2 separate regions of the Hordeum vulgare genome follow, and region 1 is linked to region 2. Evidence: chromatin contacts called from public Hi-C data. All regions are on one chromosome and are shown on one strand. The core of a region is the stretch at or near the end of the contact, and the rest is flanking DNA. Distances in the headings are between cores, read along the strand shown.

Region 1 (6,931 bases), core at 2,459-4,958, 470 kb after region 2:
GCGGGTTCGAGAACTATGCAGACATGATGGAGACACCTCTACGGTCAATAACCAATAGCAGGACCTGGATGTCCACGTTGGTTCCTACATATTCTACGGAGATCTTTATCGGTCGAACCATGATTTCAAGGATTCAACTAATCCCGTATGCAGTTCCCTTTTGCCATCAATATATTACTTGACCGAGATTCGATCGTCGGTATCTCCATATCTCGTTCAATCTTGTTTCCGACAAGTCTTTACTCGTTCCATAATACAAGATCCGATGACTAACTCCTTAGTCACATTGCTTGCAAGCTTATCGTGATGTTGGATTACCGAGTGGGCACTGAGATACCTCTTCGTCACATGGAGCGACAAATTCCAGTCTTGATCCATGCCAACTCAACAGACACCGTCGAAGATACCTGTAGAGCACCTTTATAATTACCCAGTTATGTTGTGACGTTTGATACACACAAGGCATTCCTTCGGTGTTAGGGAGTTGCATGATCTCATGGTCACACGAACAAATACATTGACATGCACAAAGCAGTAGCAGTAAACTTGATACGATTAAATACTATGCTTACGGTTTGGGTCTTGTCCATCAGATCATTCTCCTAATGATGTGATCCCGTTATCAAATGACAACACATGTCTATGGCTAGGAAACCTTAGCCATATTTGATCGACGAGCTAGTCCAGTAGAGGCTTACTAGGGACACTTTGTTATCTATGTATCCACACATGTATTTGATTTTCCGATCAATACAATTATAGCATGGATAATAAACAATTATCATGGACAAGGAGATATAATAATAGCCACTTTATTATTACCCGTAGGGCATATTTCCAACATATCTATGTGGGCGACCTATTCTATCTATCTATGATAGTTTCAAACTTTTCGATGCACCCAAGAGACGATTATGTATGAGGATATAAACCCACATCAAAATTATAAAATCAAAGTAGTACATCTCAAATAAAGATATAACACAATGCTTGTGCATCGCCATACGGACACTACATGAAGTCATCATCACTATTCTCACTAACATGGGGATTCGAGAGGTCTTCACGATTGCATCCAAATGTTAGCTTGAACTAGTTTCTCTGGCATAAAAGCATCAGCGGAATCGTAATATGCACCGCTGCCTTTTTATGGCGCAACATTCTTACCTAACTTACTACTCTTCGAGCTTGCATAACCCTTGGATTTATTCTAAGCTCTTTCTCGGCATAAAGTTCTCGTCACCATCGCTCGTCATGTGCTTAGAGTTAGTGTCACCCTTCCCCGATGCAACTCGACCCTCAGATCTTTTCCGAGCTTGTTTGCTTGGCATAAAGTCATCATCATATATGCTCACTTTCTTTGAGCTAGCGCCACCCCTAGCTGATGCTACACTCCGGGCAGGTCTTATAGAGTTGGTATCGGACATGGCTAGATAAATGGCAATGGAAAGATGAAGAACACAACATGCAAGGGGGGAGTGGTTTTATAGAGTTGCCAAGGCAAGAGAAAAGGCGGGAAACAAAATACCGAGAAAAAGGGTAGGAAAAAATGGCGGGCAAAAGGCAAAAAAATGGTAGGGAAATATTGGTGGGAGAAAACATACGAGAATAAATTTGGCTGGAGAAAAGGGCGACAAGAAATTTGGCGGGCGAAAAGGGCGCAAAGAAATTTGGCGGGAGAATAGGACGAGAAATGGGTTGGCAGAAATAAAAAAGGGGGAAATTAACCTTCTATTTCTAAATAGCTACCACCTACTAGCTATTTTTCTAGACATGGAGGTATACCACTTAGCAAGCTATGCATGCAAGTCATAAATTACATTGTTTTATTTATTAGTCTATGCATGCAAACATCACATCATCAATTCTTGCATGTTACTCATAAAGTTATTTTTTGCATTAGATTTCGTACTGCCAATATATGTGTTGATCGCTTGCACCATACCTATGTAGTTAACATTCACATGTTTGTTAAAAATGACAATCTTTGAACTGCAATCATTTTTCTCTCTTTCTATACATGTCTTATTTTTTTATTTTTAAGATTACATTCTCTTCCCATTAGTTTTATTTTATTTATCAACTTTCATGCATTCTTTTAGCAAGTTTCCCGCAACAACGTGTTGGGGCATCATCTATTCTCTATGATCTCACATTTTATGTCAAAGCTACAATTTTTTCCATTACAATAGGGTACAACTGAAATTAAGACACATTGAACTATTGACATAAAGCTACATTAAACTATTGAAATAAAGATACAACCGATTGTAAATTTTAAGATACTAGCACAGAAACCTACCGAGTCCAGCGTGAATATATTCCTTTCCCATCACGTGCTTCTTCTGCTCCCTTGGCCTCATAAGCCCTTTCTTTCTATCTGTGTCTCTGTGCCTCACAAGTCTCCTTTTGACGTTGTTCCCGCTTCTTCATGTGACATCTCTCTTCCCGTTTTTTTCCAGTAAACCTGAAAGAAACGGTTTTGCTCGGCATAGTATTCTTTCAACTCTCTTTTTTTACTTTGCTTTCTCCTCTACTGCCGCCTTTTTGTCGCTCTTCCGCGTATAAAGTATCCCATGCACGACAACTTTTTTCACGAACTTCAGTCACTGTCCAAGCTGTCATCTCCGTATCAATCCAAGGATAGTACTTGCACAAAGGTGGAGGAGACAACAACACAAATAAGATTACTAATAAAGAAATCAAGAAGAACACCAACAATATGTCTACTCATGATGGTCAAAGCATACTGAAGACATGTCGTCTGGAGAAATAGTTACGGGTGGATCTTTTCATAATTGACGCACATGAAAAACTTCATGCCCAACAAATCAGAAAAGTTCATCATCTCCTTCACCTTGTAAAGATCATCACACCAACACCGCATGTGTGCCATTCCGGGGGCAAACTTGCATTCTTCATTTTTCTAGACCTAATGCTTTAATCCAAATAAGCCAAACTCATAATAAATAAGAGTGTAACATCTAAGCATAGTAACGATTTCATGGGTGCTTGAAGAAGGATGAAGAGAAGCTCAATGCCTCATTTTATAGGCTCCTCTACACAACAATCAGTGTCAACAACAGTGCCGTCACCTCGCGCGCAACAATAGTGTCCACCTCTCGGCATGGCGGCACGACCCACCCGCCCGACCCTGTTCCGTGACTGCTCACGGTTGGGCGGGGAATCCCGTTACTCACGGGACGCCGCGTGGTTGGTTGGCGGCACCGCCTCATCGCGCGGCGGCATCTGCCATGTGCTGACACGATGAAGGTGATCCTTTCACGCAATTCAACTGAAATATGATTTTTCTGACAATTTGACTCGATAAGTGGTCATTTTGGTAAAAGAATTTCAAAAACGATGGAATCCAGAAAAGCGGTATACCGGCGACGACTGTGGTGGTGGTTTTTCCATCCGACTGTGAATTAGCAACTCTGAAATAAAGATTGACGTTTCTTATTACTCCCTCTGTTCCAAAATAAGTGTCTCAAGCTTAGTACAATTTTGTACTAGAGCTAGTACAAAGTTGACATATTTATTTTGAGACGAAGAGAGTATTTATATTAAAACAAAATGACGTTGTCCTTTGCTTCCAACCCCGCCGAAATTCCCCAGCACGACGAGGTGTTTCCCGCAAAATCGCAGCCCAGCGGGCGGGCAATACGGGGGGAGGAGAGAGAAGGGAACAAAAGGAAAAGGAGGCAGCAGGCGGGCGGGCGGCTCGCCTCAGCCTCAAGCCTCGCCGTACCGGAGCAGCCAAGTCCTCTCCCCCCCCCTCCCCCCCCCCTCACTTTCCCTCTCCTCCCAAAAAGGCAAAGCGGAAAGGAGGCAGCAAGAGAGAGAAAGAGGCAGCACGATACCAGTAACAACCAGGAGAGAGAAACAAGAGAGAGAGAGAGAGAGAGGCACCTCCTCCCTCCCTCCCCTGCCGGCCTCCCCTGCTCTCCCCCCCTGCGCCGGTCGGCTGCAGCAGCTGCTGTCCCCTCCCCACCCCCGATCCCCATGCTCTCCCTCTCCTAGCCCGCCGCAACGACCAACCACCCTCGCCCGCGGTTGGCTGTCCCCCTCACCTCCGATCCGACTCCGGGGATCGATCCGCTCTTCCGCACCGCACCGGGCCTATATATAACCCCCCCCCACCATCCCCGCACCGAACCTTCCAGAACCTCACCCCCCTCCCTCCCTCTCCGGCAGCAGATTCTTCGTTCCGTTCGGGATGGCCGTAGTCGAGACCTCCGCCGACCACGTCGCCCCCGCGGCTGCCGCCGACCACGCCGCCGCGCCATACCGCGCCTCGGAGGAGGGCGGCGACGCGGGGGAGCGCGAGATGCGGGATCTGGAGGAGCTCCTCTCCAAGCTCAACCCCATGGCGGAGGAGTTCGTCCCGCCCTCGCTCGCCGCGCACCCCATGCCGCCGCCCCCCTACGCCGGGTACTACCCCAACGGCCCCCCCGCCGCCGGCTTCGCGCCGGTCGCCTCGCCGGGCCACCGTGGGGTCGTCGGCTTCCCCGCCGCCGACGGCCGCGGCAGGGTAAGGAGGGACGATAGTCCTTGTGTTTACTTTTTCGATCGAGGGGTTCGGCTCCTCTGTTCCTGTCGCCGGTGCTCGTCTGATCTGCTCCTTCCTGCGCGCAGAAGAAGTTTGGTGGAGGGTACGGCGGCGGCTACCCCCACGGCGGCAAGCGGCGGATCAACAGCCGCACCAGCCAGGCGCAGCGCGACGAGGTGATCCGCCGTACGGTCTACGTCTCCGACATCGATCATCAGGTCAGCCCACGGATCCATGCCCGCACCTTCCTTTGTTGATTCTGCCTGCGACGAGCCTTGCTCGACCGTCCCTTCCCAGACTGTGATAAATCCGTTCACGTTACCTCCGCAACCGCAAAGAGTTTGTTCACCTGTTGATTGGTTTGATGTCATTTTTATACGTTCCTATCACTGCCGGTTATCATGATCGCTCGCCGCTCAGCTAGATTTCGCCTTGTGTGACTTCTGTCGGGCACGTGCTGTTCAGATGGCAAAAAAAACGTTAGCAGGATTGAGATCATCGTAACATCAAGATGGGATGGGGCTGAGAGCAGGTGGATACTGGATACGCCAGCGGTTGCTCCTTTTGATCATCCTTTTGTTGTTTGGATAGATTTGGATGCCACTTCTCACTGTAGTAAGTTTTGCAGTTCTTGGTCATTACTTTTGTATGGAGTCTAGAAAGTCGCATGGCTATTTTGCCATTTATATGCTTGGGCGACGTGCAGCTAACCTGTACTCATCTACTGTGTTCTTATCCGATTCTGGGTGGTTGTTCTCCTGATTTCTTTATATGGTATGCACCTCTATTGACTATTTGTGGCATGTCTGGCTGTTTTGATGCATGCACCATCTGTATCGGTTTGTTATTAAATTTTTTGTTGGATCAGCGTCATTTTTTTTCTTTTGTTGGATTAGTCTATGGCTATGCAGTACATCCTGGAAGTATCTTATTTATGAGCCCTGCTTTCGAGCTCCTTTAGCAGTTCATTTAGTAGGCAGTCTGTTCCTTTTTCTTAGTAGTCAGGTAGTTTGTTCGTTATGGGCCACGCTTTCATGTTCCTTGTAGTAGCAGTTATCTAGTAGGCAGTGTATTCCTTTCTGTTTAGGAAGATACTTGCTTTAATGTTCCTTTGATGGAGTGATCATAGGAAGGAACAGTAACAATTCAAACCATGACCTATTATAGACTGCTTGGTACAAAGTTTTTCCTGTATTCGTCCAAGAACGCTAGATTTGAGAGTGGATACATGCAGATTTATTGTCTGGTGGAACACAGATGGGACCAGCTTTAATGAATCTCAATAATGGGCATGCAAAGTTACTTTGATGTATTTGATAGATGCCTTGTGTATGCTTGTTGACTTATTAGGCCACGTTGGTATTCTTTATCTTTTGGGTTCTGGTATGCTATTTTAATTTCTTCCTCAAATGAGTCTTAATCTTGTTTACATCTATGCTTAAGATCATAGCTTATCATGATGCTTCTCATATTTACATGTTGAAATGCAACATGTACACACTTGATTGTGATTTGCACTATGAAAGATTTAAGCTTCTAGGTGGCCGATACGTTTTACTTGTGAGCTCGGTTGTTCTAGTGCATGTTGATCAATGCCAGTTAGATATATGTATCCTTTCCAGGATTTGGAAACCTTTTCTAGAAGAGGTATTCTCTAGAACAATACGGTTGCCACGTTTGTAAGAGACATGCATGCTGTTTGTGAAGTAAGAGGCACACCATCTTTACTTTTTCGCCTGCCTCTGTGGCTCTGTTCCACAATGAAAAGACGCACCTTGTATCTTGTAACTTTAGTGTTTACATATAATTTTCTACTCCCTCCGATCTATATTAATTGTCGCTGATTTAGTACTCCCTCCGATCCATATTACTTGTCGCTGGTTTAGGGAGTACTAAATCAGCGGCAATTAATATGGATCAGAGGGGACTACCTTGTAATTGTAGTAGTAGTGTGCATATGTTATGCACTGAAGAGTTCACTGGCTGTATATTCTCATAATGGTGGTTATATTTTTGGGTCAAGCTATGTCATTTGGCAAATGCACCTTTTTCTTTCTTTGTTCAGACAGTTCTACCTCGTAATAGCCGTGTTCATGTTTTTTCATGTTAGACATGTACTGGACATGTTCACTGGTTTTGCCTTGTGTAATAGTGAACTTTCTACTCCCTCCGTAAACTAATATAAGAGCGTTTAGATCACTATAGTGAACTTTCTACTCCCCCCGTAAACTAATATAAGAGCGTTTAGATCACTAAAATAGTGATCTAAACACTCTTATATTAGCTTACAGAGGGAGTACCTCTGTACATGCCAACCAGTGAACTTTTGGCTGCAGTTCTGCAGAGATATTCCAATTTCATAAAAGTTCAAACATCTCC
Region 2 (7,463 bases), core at 4,021-6,520:
ACCATTATCAACTTACCAGTGACTGTATTCTGCTGTAGTTTTACTAGCACTCCTTGGCTCAATAGGAATGAAGGTCTCTCAGACCCCAGCACAAGCTTCAACAACAGTACTGCAATTCAGGTGGAACAATACTCCATGCCACTTCAGGAGATATTATGCAAATGAATTTTTTTTCTATGTTATTATTTGGCTGCGCTTCTTAAAGGATTATTATATGCTTATACATTTCTACAGGCCCTACAATGTTAATTACTTCATTCTGTACTACAACTGAATTTCTTTATAAGAGGTGTTCACATCAGAGCATTGTGCATGCATCTATTATCTACATAAGTTCTTTCCTCCTTTCTTTTTGGAGGAACTACACGTGTTTATTTTATATACTGCGATAGTAGCAGCATTCTTTCTACGAAAGCTGGATCCATTGAGTTCTCTTTTCTCAGAGAGTGTGCTGCTGATTGATACAGTTTACAAGATAGTATATTATCTGTGCCTCTGTCTTAAGGTTGGACAATGCCATACAAGTGCAAAGTAACATATTTGCTTATCCTGAATTCTTATCTAGCGTAGGTAGTGTTGACCTGGTAACACATATGCACATGGATTGTTCACAGCACTTGATCTGTTTCTAGGCTCTGAAGTTATTTACTAGGGTATTTCATTGTATAGGATATTTCCTTGTACCCATCTTAATTAAGCACTTTGGTTGCAGAGAGGCCTTATGGCTCTCATTGACGTTGAAGGAGTACCAGTTCATCTAGGAGAAATAATGGTAGAAAATCTTATGGCTAGTTGGCAATCCATCCAGGACATTCTTGTGAGGCACTATAGCAGGCAGTTGCTTCATGAACTCTACAAGGTAAAATGGCACCATTCAAGCTAGTATTCTTTCTAGTCAAATATATCTTTTTTGGGGGGGACATCTTCTTTAATGTCCAACATAACCTTAATAAGCTTATCGAACAACCCTGGAACCAGAACAACATGGATATTTGTTGCTCCCCTCAGATCTTCTGCAGTGTGAGTGGCTGCAACCATGTGCTTGTGCCAACATTTACCTCCATTTCTTTCCTTTTTCCTGTTAAGAAGCGGGCAGTATTGAATTCCATAGGACTACCTTGGTTTATATAAACTGTATTTCCAATGTCCAACAGTATTACATAGTTACTACATGTGTCTTGGGAGCAGAATTTGTTGTGATATACTGTAAGTGCAGGTTTTTGGCTCTGCTGGCGTTATAGGGAATCCTATGGGTTTTGCCAGGAATGTTGGATTTGGCTTAAAAGACTTTATGTCTGCCTCAAGGAAAGGGAAACTGCAGGTTTGTAAACACAGTTTTTTGAAGGAACTAGCAATTCTTTAATCCTTCTTTTCTTAAAGTTCTATTGATTTACTCTTTGACAGAGTCCTGTTGAGCTGTTAAACGGTATCGCACAAGGTTCAAAAAATCTTATTGGCAGTACGGTTTATGCAGTCAGTAGCGCCACTTCCCACTTTAGTAAAACTGCCTATAAGGTATTATCTGAGCTCCAGTTTGATCATTGGAAATTACGCTCTCAAGAAGCCATGGGCTCTCATAGCTCATGGAAATTTGTTATGCAGGGCCTTGTTGCGTTTACATATGATGAGCAAGCCGCTTCCAAACTGGATGAACGGGACAGGCAGCTAGGTTTGCATGGGGAAGGAGTGCTGAATGGGTTTCTAGAGGTGAAAGCCATCTCTTGATCAAGTGTTACTGATTTACCTTTATAGCCGGTGTATATCCTCGTGTAACACCCAAATCCTAGATGACTCTTTGAATTGGAACCTGATGACCTCTTCTTGTTCTTGGTCCATAGTTTTGATAATTTAGTAACTGCGTCCAACTACTACCATATTATTGGAAAGAAAATTTGTCACAGCTCACAGCTATTACTTACGCATTCACTCTTCAGTATGCGCCATAGAATATTGCTGGACCTGTCTCTTAAGCAGCATACATTGTGTGCATTTCAATCTTGTTGTGTAGGGTCTGACTGGGCTCCTCCAATCACCAATCAGAGGTGCTGAGAAACATGGTCTTCCTGGGGTTATCTCAGGTAATGCCACTTGATAGGCTTTTGTTGTTGTGCAGGCAGCTTTTGTTGTTCCAATCATTGACCAACTGTATCTATTTTACAGGTATAGCAATGGGAACAGCTGGGCTTGTGGCTAGGCCTATGGCCAGTATTCTTGAAGCCACAGGCAGAACTGCACAGAGCATAAGAAACCGAAGCAATCCTCATGAATCCAACCGCCTGCGTGTCCGTTTCTCGAGGCCTGTGGCCAGAGATCGCCCGTTGTTCCCATACTCCTGGGAAGAAGCAGTTGGAGTATCTTTGCTTGTCCAAGCTGATGGTGGCAGGCTGAAGGATGAGACATTTGTCGTGTGCAAGACACTCCGAGAGCCTGGAAAGTTCCTTGTGCTTAGTGAGAAACTGCTCCTGCTAGTCTCGAGCCGGTACTTGGTGGATTTGGGGTCACCCCAGTTTGCTGGTGTTCCTCCTGACCCACAGTGGGCAATCGAAACTGAGATGAACCTGAAATCTATTGTTCATCTGGATAGAGCTCAGGAGGTAGTGAATATTGTTGGGAGCAATGGCGAAACATCGCCGAGGGACAAAAGAGGCAGATCAAGAGACATTGCCCTGAGCTCAGCCTTCATCCCACTATTTCATTTCAGTGTTGAGCTGCCAAGCATCGAAGATGCAGAGGGCACGTTGCAGTTCTTAATGGCACTTATCGAGAAGGGAAAGGCAAGGAGATGGGACAAGAACATCCTTCACCGAAGCAACATTAGCTGAGATTTCTGGGTCCTGATCCTTGTTACAGTGCTTGTCAATGGGGGTAGACGGGTAGTCAGCATACCCCCCTCAGACAACACCAGCCAGGATCACTGGGCAGCGTCCAGTGAACGTGGATGACCTTTGGGACAACCGCTCCACCACACAAGAGGGGTGTTAGCACAAGTGATTGTCATCCGTAAGCATCTGTTTATACCATTAGTAGATCAGGATAGATACCGATATAGAGGGGCTGGAGTAGCCGGCTTAATTTTGTAGCCTTTGTCCTGGATGATCCACCACGGAACAGGTAGGTTTAAGGTTTCAGCCTTTTTGTAGGCCAAATGTACACATGTAGGATTTTCCAGAATTTTGTCCACGGCTTTGTAAATGGTGGCATTTGAGTCGCAAAAGTTTTGTTGTCCACTAGTATCATTCTTCATTATGCGCATTTGTGTATCACACACGAAGGTTAACATATTTTTAGTCAGACAAATTATTCAAACTACCATGCAAAAATAGCCAGCCAGACATTATCTAAAAAAAACTACAGGCCTTGAATTTTCCATTCTTAAAGGATTGAAATTATTCAAACTACATTCTTAAAGGATTGAATGCTGTTGACAGTTTTTTATACGAGGTCATTCACTTTTTGTGCTTCGCATGCTCCAGTCAAGATGCGACTCACATCCCACCGTGCTGAAGACAAATGCATGTCCTCGTGAAAACAGTCATGTGACAATTCGGTTCTTCGAGTAACTGGAAACAATTCTCTGGGTAACTGGAGTTCAGTTGATGCCAACTTACCATGCTGCCAACTTACCATGCTCCGATATAAAATATGATTCGGCTACAAAGTCAGTTTAGAAACACCTTAATTGCAGACATGACACAGATATTACAGACGATTTAGCTCCATAATTAATCAACCATACAGAGCTTCAAACAAGCTGCAATCATTCTGACATTTTAATTTTAACAGTACCATCTTATCTTGATGTGAGATAAGTATGATTTACTTTGAGTATTTTCTTTACTTTTTATGCTTGGTTTAGTCATTTAGATGTGCAATATATGTGTCCGAGAATTGCAGAGAGCAATGAATGCTGGAGCCAACACAACGAGTAGAAATGAAAACAGGGTATTAAACCTTGCACCAAACTCAAGAAAGCTTAAGGCACATTTTAATTCTAACAATACCATCTCAAGGAGGTTTGCGGTAAACATTGCACAGATACTTAGGTCCCAAACAGAATAACATATTAAATCTTCAAAATTCGACCTAAAAGCACATAAGAAGGGTCTTTAGGATAGCAGATTCCAAAGGAGAACTGGAATTGCACTGCTTAGTCAAACAAGCTGAAGCCCATGTCATCATCGCTCTCTTCCTTAGCTTCCTCCTTCTTTTCTTCTTTCTTCTCTTCAGCGGGAGCAGCACCACCAGCAGCCGGGGCAGCAGCAGCAGCTGGAGCACCACCTCCACCTGGAAACGAATAGAAACATTACTACATTGACAAAGGCAGCAGTGAAGATAAAACAAAGCATAGAGCGACTGTTGCTTCTGCTCATGATAAATTACAATCATCCCGAATAGCATTCTCTACTATTACAATGCGCAGATTGGTCAAACAGGAATGGCTATTAATTTACACGTGAAATTAAATTCAGAATACATAACCGCTAAATAGGCATATCTACAAGTCTGACTAAGAAGATCATCCTCCAATTCAAGCTTACTAACATAAAGTTAAGTGATGAATTCTCCAGTTGCACAGACTAATCAAGCAGCGGATCAAAGTACGTTACATAAATTACAGGCAGTGGCAACATTATGAAACATTTACGACGAAGTTCACAACAGCGCAATGAATCAAAGCCTTGTATAAACTGCAGAAGAATAGAACAGTGAGAGCGGGAGAGGTTTACCAGATCCGACGGAGAGGATGAGGTCATCGACGCTCCTCTTCTCCAGGAGCTTGGCGAAGAGCGCTGGCCAGTAGGCCTCAACCTTGATCCCGGCAGCCTTCACCACCGTCGCGATCTTCTCAGACTGCATACGGCCAAGCAACCAAACACTCAGACAACGAAAACCAACCAGGGAACGTACAACGGAGAAGAAACCAAGACGAATAACTTACAGTGATGGGGATCCCGTCATCGTGGAGGATGAGGGCGGCAAGGGTGCAGGCGACCTCGCTGGAAGACATGGCGACGGATTCTCACCGGAGCGGATCTGCGATCTGCGAGAGCAAAGACACGAAACAGAGCGTTAGTATTAGATGCAGCGTCAGGGTACGGGAGGGGAGAGGATCTGCGGCAGCGGCGGCGGCGGCAAGGTGAGAAAGACGGGCTGCGGCTCTTACCTTTGGATGGAAGTGGAGGCGCAGGAGGCAGGGGGCTTCTAGGGTTTGGGGAGACGCGGTGGGATGGGATTTATAGCTGGTTCGTGCCGAGCACTAGGGTTTCCCGGTAGAAGTTTGGGCTGGACTGAACGGTCCCATGGGCCTTTGTGCTGATGCGGTGCAATGTGGTAAATGGGCCCATTGTTTCGTCATGTGTTGGGGGTAAAAAACTAAGGGTTGCACGATTGTGAAAATACATTACATGTACTAGCAAATATACCCGTGCGTTGCAACGGGAAAAACTATTAGATTATGCAAGTGTGGTAGATATAAAAAAGTATGATTTCATAAACAAAAAATATGATGCTCATCGCGACTTGATTTCTTAAAACGTCACAACATAATATTTTATGGCTGAGCAAACTGCATTTACAGACCCTGTCTGAGCTATACTGATGAATGATGTGCCTTAACTTAACTTAGCGTAGCGGTGCTTACCATAACTAGTATTCTGGTACGAGAATAAACATAATTGTATACAAAACTAACCCATAAAAAATGTGTCAATTTGGTTGGGCTCAACGTTGTACAAAACAGGAAAACTTTTTTTTACCTAACGCGAGGGACTAAAAAAATCATAAAACGACCTCCAGAGGTCTCGTAATAAAACCTTCATGTAAGTGATATTTAATTTTGTTCATTATTTACGGATGTGTTTTAATTTTTGCGAACATTTTCTAAAAATAGATGGAGATGTTTTTCAAATTCCTGAATATGCTTAGAATACTGGATTATTTTTAAATTTTTTGAACATTTCTTACTTCATGAAAAATTATTTGTGATTTTTTTATAATGTGTGAGCAATTTCTGAACTCATGAACTTTTTGTGATTTTCCGAATATTTTTCTGAATTCACAAATGGTTTATCGTTTTCCTATTTTTTTCAAACTCGCAACTTTTTGATATGCAAGGATCTAAATAAAATCATGAAATGACCTTTATAGGTCTCCTAATAAAACATTTACGTAAGCGACAGTTCGTTTTGTTCATTATTTATGGATGTGTATTAATTTTTATGAAGATTTTTCTAAAAGATGATGGACAAGCTATTCAAATTCATGAATATGTTTTGATTACTGAATAATTTTATACAAAAATCATGATCATTTAGTATTTCATTACAATTTATTTGAAATCGTGATTTGTTTTATAATATATGTGAGCAATTTTTGAACTCATGAATATTTTATGACGTTTTGAATATATTTGTCGAATACACAAACAATTTTTGCTTTTTCCTATATTTTTTATACTCATAAATTTTTTGATACTTTGTTCTTTTGAAATCTGAAATTAATTTAGGGAAGAAAAAACAAAAACAAAAAAAATACAAAACGGGGGGCCCTGACCTACACATGGGCCGGCCCATGCTTCACGGAGGTAAAGAAAAAGGGGAGAAAACATGTGAGAACCAGGGATCGAACCCTGGTCTCGAGTCTCAAGCTTTAACCATTAGCCATCGCGCTATTTGTCGGTTGTTGTTCTCCTAATGTATCGGGTGACATAACAACAAACAACGGCGCCGACTTCTGAAATCCGAAAAATGAACCGTTTTTTGACTTAGGAGTGGCATTGGTGGGTAATTTTAGCCAATTTATGGGGGCAATTTAAATGACGGATGACCAGAAACCGTATTTGCTTTATTATTAGGGAGAGATAGGGAAAGTACCAGGAAAAATGACTGTGCATCAAAATTCCACGCGCTAAATGAGGGGTCCACCACGTAGCGAAGTGCTAAGGCGGTAGGAGGCGATCGCGAGGCGATTGTGCTCCTACGCTAGGGTTAGGGTTTCGTCTCACGGGGGTGGTTGGAATTCGACAGAAACGTGGGTGACGACGGCGTCTTTTGGGGCTCTGGCTGAGGTGATTGTGTTCTCGGCTACGGAGCGGTTTGCCGATGAAGGCGTCAGGGCCATACAGTTTGTCGGTCTGTTTCTACCAGAGACACTGGTCGCTGGTTAAAGACAAGGTATGTCGGGCAGTAAAGGATTTTTTGAGTGGGGTTGTAGCTCCGGAAGCTTTTAACGACACGGTTATTGTTATGATTCCAAAGATAAGCGCCCCGGAGCTTCTGTCCCAGTTCAGGACGATTAGTGTGTGTAACGTGTTGTATAAAATAGCTTCGAAAGTCCTCGCAAATAAACTCAAAGAAATTCTTCCAATTCTTATCTCAGAGGAGCAAAGTGCCTTCGTTCTAGGTCGTCTCATTACAGACAATGTGTTAGTTGCAAGGTGACCCCCTTTCCCCATATTCGTTCCT

What was found. A called contact is a pair of places that touch in the nucleus more often than the background predicts.
Region 1: a Hi-C map of seedling shows a contact between it and region 2, with 4 times the contacts expected there. The contact joins the promoter of LOC123406978 here to the promoter of LOC123407887 in region 2. A contact is called at or near these places in 3 of 6 Hi-C or Micro-C datasets (leaf and seedling) and 1 of 1 datasets of contacts at active chromatin or transcription factors (embryo).

The regions. Positions count from the first base shown.
Region 1 is chr7H:422,966,877-422,973,807 of MorexV3_pseudomolecules_assembly, forward strand. It overlaps LOC123406978 (polyadenylate-binding protein-interacting protein 11-like), which reads left to right and starts at 3,709. Exons shown (of 10, transcript XM_045099999.1): 1 at 3,709-4,534; 2 at 4,639-4,770. The coding sequence starts at 4,220.
Region 2 is chr7H:422,490,723-422,498,185 of MorexV3_pseudomolecules_assembly, forward strand. It overlaps LOC123407887 (60S acidic ribosomal protein P1-like), which reads right to left and starts at 5,271. Exons shown (of 4, transcript XM_045101124.1): 1 at 5,165-5,271; 2 at 4,940-5,041; 3 at 4,728-4,851; 4 at 3,964-4,284. The coding sequence starts at 5,008. The coding sequence ends at 4,148. It overlaps LOC123408636, which reads left to right. Exons shown (of 47, transcript XM_045101698.1): 42 at 39-120; 43 at 713-859; 44 at 1,217-1,321; 45 at 1,405-1,707; 46 at 2,009-2,078; 47 at 2,161-3,230. The coding sequence ends at 2,822.